Regions from separate parts of the Drosophila melanogaster genome. Here all the other regions are linked to region 2. The links are chromatin contacts, called in public Hi-C maps. All regions are on one chromosome and are shown on one strand. The core of a region is the stretch at or near the end of the contact, and the rest is flanking DNA. Distances in the headings are between cores, read along the strand shown.

What was found. A called contact is a pair of places that touch in the nucleus more often than the background predicts.
Region 1: a Hi-C map of the Kc167 cell line shows a contact between it and region 2, with 3 times the contacts expected there. A contact is called at or near these places in 1 of 107 Hi-C or Micro-C datasets (the Kc167 cell line) and 1 of 7 datasets of targeted methods (the Kc167 cell line).
Region 3: a Hi-C map of the Kc167 cell line shows a contact between it and region 2, with 2.4 times the contacts expected there. A contact is called at or near these places in 2 of 107 Hi-C or Micro-C datasets (the Kc167 cell line and embryo).

The regions. Positions count from the first base shown.
Region 1 is chr3R:26,122,823-26,127,002 of dm6, reverse strand. It overlaps lncRNA:CR46060 (long non-coding RNA:CR46060), which reads left to right and starts at 1,580. Exons shown (of 1, transcript NR_133455.1): 1 at 1,580-2,194. Cipc (Clock interacting protein circadian) reads right to left here. Exons shown (of 5, transcript NM_001276054.1): 4 at 2,346-2,568. The coding sequence starts at 2,529. It overlaps CG14556, which reads right to left and starts at 344. Exons shown (of 1, transcript NM_143207.3): 1 at 1-344. The coding sequence starts at 276.
Region 2 is chr3R:26,460,190-26,463,909 of dm6, reverse strand. It overlaps CG5455, which reads right to left and starts at 2,383. Exons shown (of 7, transcript NM_143224.4): 1 at 2,264-2,383. It overlaps CG14238, which reads right to left. Exons shown (of 7, transcript NM_143223.2): 5 at 3,696-3,720; 6 at 3,431-3,634; 7 at 2,929-3,370. The coding sequence ends at 3,163.
Region 3 is chr3R:26,796,741-26,800,356 of dm6, reverse strand. Tl (Toll) reads right to left here and starts at 1,316. Exons shown (of 4, transcript NM_079794.3): 1 at 877-1,316.

The DNA.
Region 1 (4,180 bases), core at 331-2,830, 340 kb after region 2:
AATCGCTATTTGCATAAGCTCAATCTGTCGAATCAGGCAGTCAATATCGTGTGCCATTTTCACTGGTCGATCATCAGACTGCTCTGAACGATCGAGAATATCCATTTCTTCCTCCTCACCTCCATCATATGAGAAACTGACCTTCTCATCGACGTCGAAGATTTCTAAAACACTTTTTCCACATTTCGAAGTTCGGGATATGAGATCCATTTCGTTTAATGGCATCTTTGCACATTTAGCAATTTCCCCCAAACTTTTAACGTTTTCAAGTTCCATGACTAAGAAAGAACTCTGTTCCTGTTTTGTACTTTAATTTTCATGCGAGTGAAATCAAAAATCTCCTACTACTATGGTTGACAGTTAGTAACTTCATTTGAATTAAAATGGGTTTCTCGTAAAAAACTAACTAATGAAACTAATCGAGTTTTTCGCTTGCGCCTTGGGCTTGGAATAAAAAATTGCAGTTGCTCAACAGAAATTTAAGTTATCTAAAAGATACTTCAATATTAAGAACAAACTATTTACTTAACCCATTTTAAAACCACACTGATAGTGTGTATCTAACATTGGGCTGTATCTAACTTCTATTCACACACTTTAAAAGTACTGGAGTTCTCTTGCCTCGTCATCGCCGCGCCATTGCACGTGCCTCGCTTCGTTCTCTGTGAATTAGTCACCGGTGATGCTAAAATGGAAATAAAATGTTAAATACCTTCAGTGATGGCAGAGGGCGAGGGCATTGGCCAACATTCCAACCCTCCGGCTGCCACGCCCCTTTCGAACGCCGCCTCCCCAGGGAAGGCTGACGAGTTTGGGGGGTTTTGAATTTGTAGCGTCATGAGGCTTGCACGTGGCCTCGTCACACCCATTTTTATTTAAGGCTTGTGTCGGTGTATTTCTTTCAGTTTATTTTTATGTGTTGCTGCAAATTAGCAGGCAGCAACGAGCACAAATAAAAAGGCAGCAACAACAGTGGTGCTTTCAATGAATTCACTTTGGAAATGGCACCAGCAGCAAAGAGAAAAAAAATAGCAAACTTGGCTAAAAGCAAGCGAAGTAAATGTGCAAAACATGTAAATAAAGCTCCGGCAAAAGTGGCACAGCAGCAATAACAACACTGGAGGTTATGACACACACTTATGTGGAAGCCCCGCAGGCCGACGCCCCTGGCTACGTGTGCTTGTGAAATATTTCTTGGAAAATATCTAAGAAAATGTTCGGGCAATTGCACTTGGCTAATGAGTAATCAGTGGGCATCATTTGACTGGGATGTGTAAAATATTCTAAAGACTCTGCAAGTATCTTTTAAATTTCTTTCTAATTGTTGCTCTAAATTTGAGCAATGATCTCCAGAACGCGGTTTGTTGTCTGTTTAATCTCGAATTAATCTTAATAATAATCCATATATTTTAAATCGACTTGATCTGAAAATTTCTATTTTTAGATACTTGATAAACTGTCTTGCCTTCTCGCCTGCTACTCGATACCCATTGCATCCCACTGAGCCCATATCCATTTCGGTGGCAGTCATGCGGCATTAGATCGCTTATATAAATGTGTCAGCCAGATTTGCGAGCCGAGTCTGTCTTACCCAACAGCCAATGCCGGCGGAAGAGCAGCTGGAGCCAATTGCTGACGCAAATTGTTGTGGCATAACACCAAACTCGCGTGCCTTCCATGGAGCAACATTGGCAGTATTAGCATCAATGAAACACCGGAGACCAACACGTGAAGAACCCGATGCGAACCCAATTGTGAACCCATCGCAAAACGCCCATCGCCCATCGCCCATGGCACGTGCATTTGAGCATTCCAGTTCTCTAGTCGAGCCACACATATGCATGGTTATATGGCAATGAGGAAGTGGGAAACGAGGACAGACCTCCGAGAACGGAGGTGGGTGGCCGAGTTTACATAAATTAATTAAACATGACCGAGTAACGTGAGCAGCTCGGCAACTGGCAACTGGGAAATGGACTTGTAACAGTCACAACACCAACGACATCAGCAAATCAGCAGGGGATTCTGAATATAAAGGGTATACCAAAAAAAAAAAATAAAGTAAAACAGATAAGAGACAAGGCGGATATTGCAATGAATATGTAAGGCTATGTTACGTATACGCCGCGTGCGCCCACCGCAAGCTATTGGCACTGAACAAAATTGACTTAAGCTTCTATATATGATAAATTATAAATGAGAGATAGATTTAATTGCGCTTAAATTAATTAAAATTTGAATGTAATACAGTCGTGTGAAACTAATAAAATAAGAATATTAAACCTAACGCGAACTATTGTATTTTCGCTACTACATTTTACTGAGTAATCTCAGTGTTTACTCACCATGGTTGAGCACCGAACTAGCTTGTGTGGCGGCAGCTGCAGATGTGGATCCCACGGACAAGGACGAGGACGATGATGCGGTGGATGCGGTTGCGGATGCTGATGAAATGGCGGCTGTGGCCACGCCATGATGTCGCCGCGTTTCGCGCAGCTGCTTTTTCTCCGAGCATATGGTGGGCGCCATCTTCTTGAGTCTTCTTTTATTTGGCAGCGTGTATTCACACTGAAAGCAAATGAAAGTAGAAGCACAAATTAATTAGCCGCCGCGTTGATTAATTGATAAAACGTTTTAGTGCGTAATTAAGCTGCCGATCTGCACGCGCCGACCAGTAAACAAATTAAAATTGAGTATTCGAATGCAGAGAAACGAATTCCTTTGGGTTCGTTTAACTTTGAGCAATCTGAAAATTATCTGCTGCAGTGCAGTGCGATACTTAAAAGATCTTGTGTTTATTGAGCAAAGGCAGGATATGACGTCGTCATAAATTCGTTTATACTTCGGGGTCGATAAGTACTGGAACCGAAAACTGCCTGGCACCATTATGATTAAATTTTAACAATGAGTGCGTAGGGAATTCCAAATGATAAGGAAAAGGCACCGTCTTACTGAGAATCCGCTGAAGATATATGAATCTTTTAAATTGTACATCTTCCTTGCGTTTCTGTTAATCACCATGAATTGTTTATTTAATCCTCGCTAAATCCAGTTCATTGTTTTCAGCCAGATCAGATTCACTAATACATTAAAACTACATAAATCATTCGAGCCAAACAAAGGTTCAAAGCTCAAGTCAACGTCGTTTCCCTTTCTCAAGTTGACATTTTGAAGCAGTCTGGATATCGAAGCGGAATTTCAGACGAAGCACCCGCCAGCTAAAGCTCATTAGGTGGGCTCAAAATCCTAACTAAAGACCAGCCATCGGCAAAGGTAAACAAACTCACTTGAAGTGGATTTGCAGGGAAGGACGGGTCGGAATATTGATGGACGGGCATTTCGGCGGGCAGGCAAATTTGCTCAAGTGCCGGGAGATGAGTGGAGATGAGCCCCGCCTGTCGGCAGTCAAATTCAAATTGAAAAACGCCCCAAAAACGAGCGGCTGTTGGCGGCACGTGTATCTCTTGAGTGTAATTACATTTGGTAAAAGCGCTCGCGACGATGATGAAATGTTTGTGGCCCTTGATGGCATTTTACCAACCTGTCCCCAAGCCCATTTGCCCTTGTCCGCAATGTAAAATACTTGTGGGCGGCTAAGACGATATCCAGACCCCCTTCCCCTGCCCACCTTCTACGCCACTGACTGTCGGATTCAGGTCGATGTCAATGCGCCAATATGCGCTGAAATTGCTTTTCATTATTTATGCCTTATCCGTCATCCGATAGTTAAAGTCTTAGATGGCTGATCTGCGACTAGGCGTTTGCTCAGTCCACTTAGAGAAAAAGTCGAATCTAAAATATAATTGAAATTTCATTCCGAATTTAAATCTCTTAAATTTGCGCCTGGAAATATAAAACTTCGAAATATTTGGATACGCGTTATTTTATAACATTTCTAATTTATTATCTAACTATCTCTTGCTATATTGAAGATATATATTATGTTAAATAAAAAAGTTGTTATTAGTAAACGCATGCATATTATTATAAATAAATTAATAAGCAGGATTGGTATGCTAAATTTATTTTCTCGGTGCCCATTTGTCCCTTAAGCGGAGCCCGGAAAATGCCTGTAACAAAAGACCAAAATGTGCGTAACAAATACTAAGCCTCAACGAATTGCCCCAGTGGCAAATTTAATGCGGCGCGTGCGGGCCTGAAACGAAAAACAGGGAGGCAG
Region 2 (3,720 bases), core at 1,134-3,633:
TAAGATACGCACTTGCATTTCAACTTGGGCAATAAACCGTCCAAAATAAACTGGCTGGAAAACAGCTGTCGCCCCTCAAAATAATGTCGGTAGTCAGAATACAGCGTTATGTGATTGTTAATTTCTCACCCATTTATGGGTCACTGACAGATAAGCAATGAACTGTGGAAGGCCGTTTCGTAACTGGGTCAGAAGACAATGGAAAATCGTCACCAGTTTATCCTGCTGCCTTCCGCAAAAGTAAAATACATATACATTCATGAGTTAAATGATTAATTCGTGCTTCGATAAAGAGCTGAAATAAATGCGTTAAATGTCCCCTATCACCCACTTTCATTATCCAGCGTTTTGCTTGTAATAACTAATAAGAGTGTCAATTTATTTCGGTAAACAATTGAAATGATTATCATTTCCCGCCACTGTCAAACAAAAGATTTAGCCCGCAGCTGCACATCATTTTCACATTTGGAAATACATTTGTATTATTTCCATACCACTTGTTTGACAACCAGCTCGCAAACGAGTTATGCAAAGCCAGAGGCGGCAATTCATTTAGATTATGTATATCTGTGTCTGCACAGCATGGATCAGGCCATACTGAAAATGTTCTGTCTGGTGATGCTACTGACGATAATGACGATGAGGAACTGTACCGTCGGCGGCAGCCTTGACCCCCAACGACCTTGAGTGGGTGGCTATTGGCGTGTATTGGCGTATCTATGACAAGCCGTTCTCTCTGCTAATTAGTATGTTTCGACCAAATACCTCAAGAAACGCACCAGATATTAATTACCATCCTTCAATGGACTGGTTTGATTGAGCCCTCGCAACTGTCGCTGGCCAAGTGTGGACTTTGGTCTATCGTATGAAAGGCAAACGGACTGAAACATAAATTATTACACGGGGGAAATATATGGAAAATATGTATCTCCTTCATCAAATGATTTTTTTTATTTTTGAACAAGTTTCTTGTGGCATGGCAACGAAATGTGTATAAACATAAGCGAGCAAATGAAGCAAATCGTTGATCTTATTATTTATTACTTTAAGAAATTTCCCAACAGAAATAGCGCCCTGTAATGTAATAAAAAATTTGTATTTTTTATTATGCTTTATAGATTTTTGGATCATATACTCCCTAATAAAACGTGGGTTCAAAAGATTCATTTTAGCTAACCTGTCTGTACATAGCTAAATCGTTAAATAAACAAATTGTTTAAAAGGAAAAAACCCGCGTATGCAAATGAGTTCGAGTTTTCCTTGTTTTTCTCTCTGTAAGAGAGCTTCTCGCTTCGCTGCTTTTCCCGCGGTTGCTCACACTCGGTCTCTCAGTGGAAAACCGGCAAATGAGAGCAGAGAGCCCCATCATTGTCTCAAAGACTCCCCCAAAGAGCGGGATTATTCTCGGACAAAAGCTGCTGAGGCCCGCTGTGGTTTTGTATTTCTTCATACATACATAGACGACTAAGGTGTCTTAAACGCAAAACAACAACGACCGAAAACAAAACAACACGTGTGGGGGGCGGGGGGTGGTGCCCAAGGGGGGCTAGGCGTGCTGAGGGGGCGTGGGAGTTGTAACTTTAAGCCGCGGAAGCCTTAACCTTCACTACGCGTGCCCAGATAAAAATGCGCTTGAAGAGGTAATGAAACGAAAATGAAAACGAAAACGAAAAGAATCGGAAAAGGAGCCATAATTTGTGAACTTTAAGGCCGCGAACGTGTTTCGAGTTCCAGATTATCCAGTGCACTCCCTTGTATGTATATATACATACATATATATATTTGTCTATATATACCATATATAATTTGTGTGTGGGGTGAGCCAATTTGTCGGGGCAATTCGCACTGTAACTGTGATGAGTCCATTTGCCAAAGGTTTGTCAAGTATTAATTGAATTATTCACAGAGCAAAAAAAAAAGACAGAAAATTCACACCTGCGCCACATTATAGCCATTTAAATTTTAATCGGCTTGACAACTGTTTTTTGTTTGTCCGGTTAATAGTTAATAAAGTCTGCCAAAGGGAACCTTTGTTGTTGTTTTTTTTTTTTTGAGGGGTATATGGTATATGCTATGTAGCTGCCGTGATTTATTGATGGGCACTGAGAGACGGCACTTGCAGATATATTCAAGAGTTCTTTTCGAAGAACATTTCTTAATAGGCATTTATCGTGCGTCTATATATCAAGTATATATGCGATGGATCCGACAAAGCACGCTCACTCGCACACACACTCATTCGCATACACACTCTTGAACTTACACACTCGACAACAACAAAGCTTCTGGCGTTACGCGAGGTTTTTTCGAAAAGCGTTGCGAATCCGAGAGGAGCGAAGCGAAAATCGCGTCCGCAGCGTTTGGACGCTCGGCAGCAACTATTGTGCTATTACAAAAATACACGCTCTCGAGAAATCTCCAACTAGAGCCCTCCCACCCCCCAAACCCCACACACACATACACACACTCACGGCAAATATCACAGCTAACTGTGTGTCAACAAAAGTTTAGCAGCAGTTCGCGTTGCTAAGCTTTTCATGCGGCAAAGAGAAAGCATTAAGAGAATTTCCCCACGTTGAAAATTTAATCAAGAGAGCTCCATTTTAATGCCAACGGAGCTGCCAACTTATCGCTGTGGAGCCCGCGTATTTATTATCCATTCAAATATGCCATAGTGTAGCTTATACAAATATATCAAAATATATCGAGCACTAATCAAGAAAATAGCAAATGCTAGCTTATTTGGAAGCCTACAAACAGCCTTAAAATATTTTCGTGCAGATGTCATGTTAATTAATATAAAATATTCAAAGGAGCACAGAGTTTCAGCACTATTAAATTATACATCAAATTTGTAATAAAAATGTTGTGCAAAATGCAGAAGAGATAATGCAGAAATGCGAAGAGATAAATGTTTCAAAAGTATTTAAAACTCACTGCAGTTTCTTTTGTATCTCACAACATTTTAATGTAAAAGCGTAAGCATGTGGTATTTTCATGATTAACGCTCGGTGTGTTTGCAATCAAATTATAGACCTGCCCCTTGGGGTCTTACAAATCTGAGCTCCCGGAGCAGCGGCGCAGCCACTTGAATGCTGGCAAGTGACTGCCAAAAAAATCGATTCCCTAACGTCTGGCGTTAGTGCCAAAAAAGTGCCTCATTCACGACGAGTCCGAGCTGGAGGACGAGGAGCTGGAGGAGCTGCTGTCCCCGGAACTGGTGTCGCTACTACTTCCGCGGTGCTTCCTGCGCCTGGCCTTCTTCTCGTCGATGACCTCGTAGCTGGGCAGAGTGGAGTTGCTGGAATCGGAGCTGCTGCTGCTCGAGCTGCTCGACTCCTCCACGACTGCCTCAATTTTGCGGGATTTTCTGCGGGAAATCGGATCATAAGTCAAAGGATAACCAGCCAAGTCCCGAGATATTACCTACTTCTTATCGTTTTTATCCGCGTTCTTGCGCTTCTGCTTTTTGGCCAAGTCGCAGTCACTGGGTGAACTGCTGCAGGTGCGCTTGGACTTCTTGCCCTTCTTGTCCTTGCGGCGAGTGTCCTTGTCCGTGCCACTCGCCTTCGTGGAGTACAGATTCTGCGAGCTGGCCGTGGAGTAGCCAGTATCCTTGCGTTTGCGCTTCTTCCTGGAATCAGTGGGTTAATCTAAATTCTCTTTTTAATGTCACAGTTGAGCTCAAGACCCACTTGTCCTTCTTGTCCTTCTTCTTTT
Region 3 (3,616 bases), core at 67-2,566, 340 kb before region 2:
TTGTTTTGCTGTTTCTAATCAGCAACTTATTAGCTTTTAAAGCACAAGTGGGCATTTTCTGGTTTGTTAGAAGTACTTTTGAAACCTGCATTACCCAGGTATTTCCACCTTCAATACGAATAAAAGTCCCCGCAATGAAAACCTGTTGAACGAAGCTCTCTTTGGTAGTAAATAAACTTTTGTTGTGTCTGTTTGTTTTTTCGATTCCAAACTGGTTTTTGGCCAAAAATTCAAAGTGTTAATATGCTGGCTCGTGAGCTTTGGGCCAAATGCGTGTGGCTTTGTTTTCTTTTTTGTTTCGTTCATGGGTTGGCCAAAACGCAAAGCACACCCCAAGGCCGAAGAGCACTTGCTGCTGCACTGCAGCATTTTGCACATTTCCCTGGAAAGTGCCGAGAAAAACCACGGAAATTGTGGACAACAAGAGTGTGACACACACAAGCACTGGGGAAAATTGTGCAACGGTTACAACTGCTGAAACTGTTATTCATCGCCAATTTGCACAGGAAAAAATACGGTTTTACGCAGAGTACTAGTAGTAGTAGTAGTAGTAGTAGTAGTATTAATAGATCAATTTAAAGATGTTTACAAATATTTTACAGCTCATTTTATGTACTTTAAATTGATTTTATCTGACTGTGATCAAAACTGGAACAAAATGTCAACCAATTGCCCGATGAGCCATCAATTTGGTAAATTTTTTTCTGTGCAATTATAGGCGAATTGGACTGATCAGAGAGTGGGACAGAGATAGCTGAGCTTAGCGCGAGCCAAGCGAAGCTTAGCACAAAGCAAAATCGAATGGGAGATAACGAGACAGAGCGAGATGGCACGGTTCAAAGTGTAATAACTGAACAAGGAGACGTAAATACTTACCGTTTTAATACGTGTTTTATTAAATGTGAGGTTAGCTACTCCGCTGCGATCTCTTGTGCAAATATTAATATTTATTTGGCTTTTCTTAAGCTGCCACGAACAAACACGCACTGGCACTGTTGTTTAGCTTCTCTGTTCGCGCTTGTTCGCACTTTGAAGCCGCGATTTTTTGCGATTTTATTTTTGGTTAAATGCTTGCTACACTTTCACACATTTGCATTTAATTGCGCCTTGTGTTTCTTGTTTTTATGGATTTTGTGCTGCGTAGCGTTGCTCTTAACTTGGCTTATTCGGTTGCCAAATCGCTGGCCACAAAACGAGACAAACAAAAGCGGCCCACAACACACGAACGCGGGACTCTGGCTGGGAAAATCAAAAATCCAACTGCTACAAGCGCGACAAGCGTGCGTTCACGTCGGCGATTCGGAACAAACTGAACTCGACTCGAAAAGAAAGAAGAACTGAGAGATGAAGAGCTGGTAGTGCGCTTAGTGTGGAGGGAAAGACGAGAGAGTGGCTGAGTCGGCGGCAAGATACCCTTTGCTCAATATAGAAAACATTATTTACTTAAATTTGTAATCAGCCTATTAATATATTTTATTTTAAATTTTAATAATTTTGTCACAGTCTTTATATGTTTTATATCATTTTGTTTGCTTTTGGTTCCTTAAGCTCCAGTTTGTTAAGACATTTTAAATTATTATTATATTTTTTATATTCTACTTTTAATAACATCCTATCTTGCTACTTTTTTAACCTTAAATAACGTGTGAAGTTATTTCTATAAAGCTGTTTGGGTTTTATATATAATCAGCTTATTATAAATAAATATGAGTTGGATAAAAATGCTAGTCTCGAAATTTTTTTATATTTTTGACGTACTGATAAGAATTTTTAGAACAACAGTTCTTGTAGCAATAACACAATGTGATAATATGAGGAATCGAGCTTTCAGTTGATTTATGTTAGTTGACTAGGATTTTTATAAAAAATAAAATTCTTTCCCTAACTTCTGAGTGGCAAACGATATAATAAGTCGAGCAATTTCTTCTACCCCACAAATACCGTTCGAAGGTACAGATGCGTGGGAGAAAAAGAGAGAGACACACGAATTATCTTCGTGTCTGTGGTCGTTGCACTATAAACAAATCGCATGCGATAAAAGTCATGCGAGAGAGGAAAACAGTTGAAATACAGGTACTTCGTATAAGAGTATAAGAGAAAGTGGTAGAGCAAGAGAGCCTTCTACTGTTTTGTTTTCATTTTTGGGGGAAAAGCCGGCAGTTGTTGTTGGCCAGTAGTTCTCAGTTCTTGTTAGCCAAGTTTAACCGGTTAACTTCAAAGTCTAAGCATCTCAGGCAGCATACGTAATAACAGTGATTATGGATTTATTAGTTGATTAGTCTCTCTCTCTGAGTAAAATGTAAAATGTAATTGCCAGCACGTAGCAGACTGCTTGCTGTTGTTGTTGTGTGCCAATTAAAACCACACTTCCACAACATCTACCCTCTCGCTCTGCCGCTTGCGACTCAAATGAAGTGGAAGTGCGTTCTGCTAATGCGGAACAAGGATGGGACATAGCTCCCGGGGGAGCAGCGTGTGAAGTGCGACAGGGACGGGGAATGGGAAATGCAAATGGAAATCGTATCCCTCTGCAACTGTGTTTTCTGTAATTATGCACGGCGTATGGAAAATTAGGACATGCTTATGAATAATCTTTGAATTCATGTACAATTTTCATAGCAATCTTGTGTTGATTCCATTTCCCAATTGGTAATTATCTAAAGTCTTTGAAATTTAAATAAATTTGTTGAAATATTACAACAACAATTTTAATGTTTACTACTAGGCTTACACCACAATTTTCAAGGATTTAAGATGTTTTCTTTCCAAGCAAATAACTTTACGTCAAATCAAACAAAGCAACGCAAATCTGGATAAGCTTAATAGGCAACATAATGGCTACTTCTCCCCGCAAAGATGCATTAATATACACATTTGCCACACTGCCCGTGTTTTTCATTTCAAATACCTAGGATTTACTGTAAATTTCAAAGATATTACCGAAATATGCGCATGTAATTCTGACCGAAAGGAAATTCCAGTAATTTCCCATTCAATGTACCCACATGGGAAAACCCAGCGCACAGGACACACATCGGGAGATTTATTCCTCATTTGCCTTGTTTTATGTTAGCTGCAAAATTTCACTTTGAATTGTGCCGAAAATTTAATTTGATTTCATTTTCATCAGTGGAGAAGCACATAAATAGTGCAACAAATGAAATTTGTACGTGCCACAGATGCTGGAGGAACCAAAGGCAGGCCCACATGTGTTTCAGGTCCAGATTTGTGACCATTTGTGCGTGGTTGGCCACGACACGCAGAGCCATAAATTTCGGATTCTCAATAAACTAATGGCAATTGGTATCCGAAAGATACATTCTATATACATATACCCCAACATCCATATATATATCTCTTCACACACACGTACAAACTCATTCTGGCCCGTCTGCGTTATTAGTTTTTCTTTTCCTTTCGCTCGTCGCTCTTTTCAATCCGTGTGACACTTTTATCACACACGTTCGACTCATCAAAAAGTTAACGACGATAATGACAAACATTTCAAAAGCAAACACTCTGCGGCATGCAACCAGATCCATTTTCCCCAGCCGGGAGATAAATATCTAGCATATAATGCCCGGCCTTGTTGTTGTTGCGGGGCAAACACCTTAAT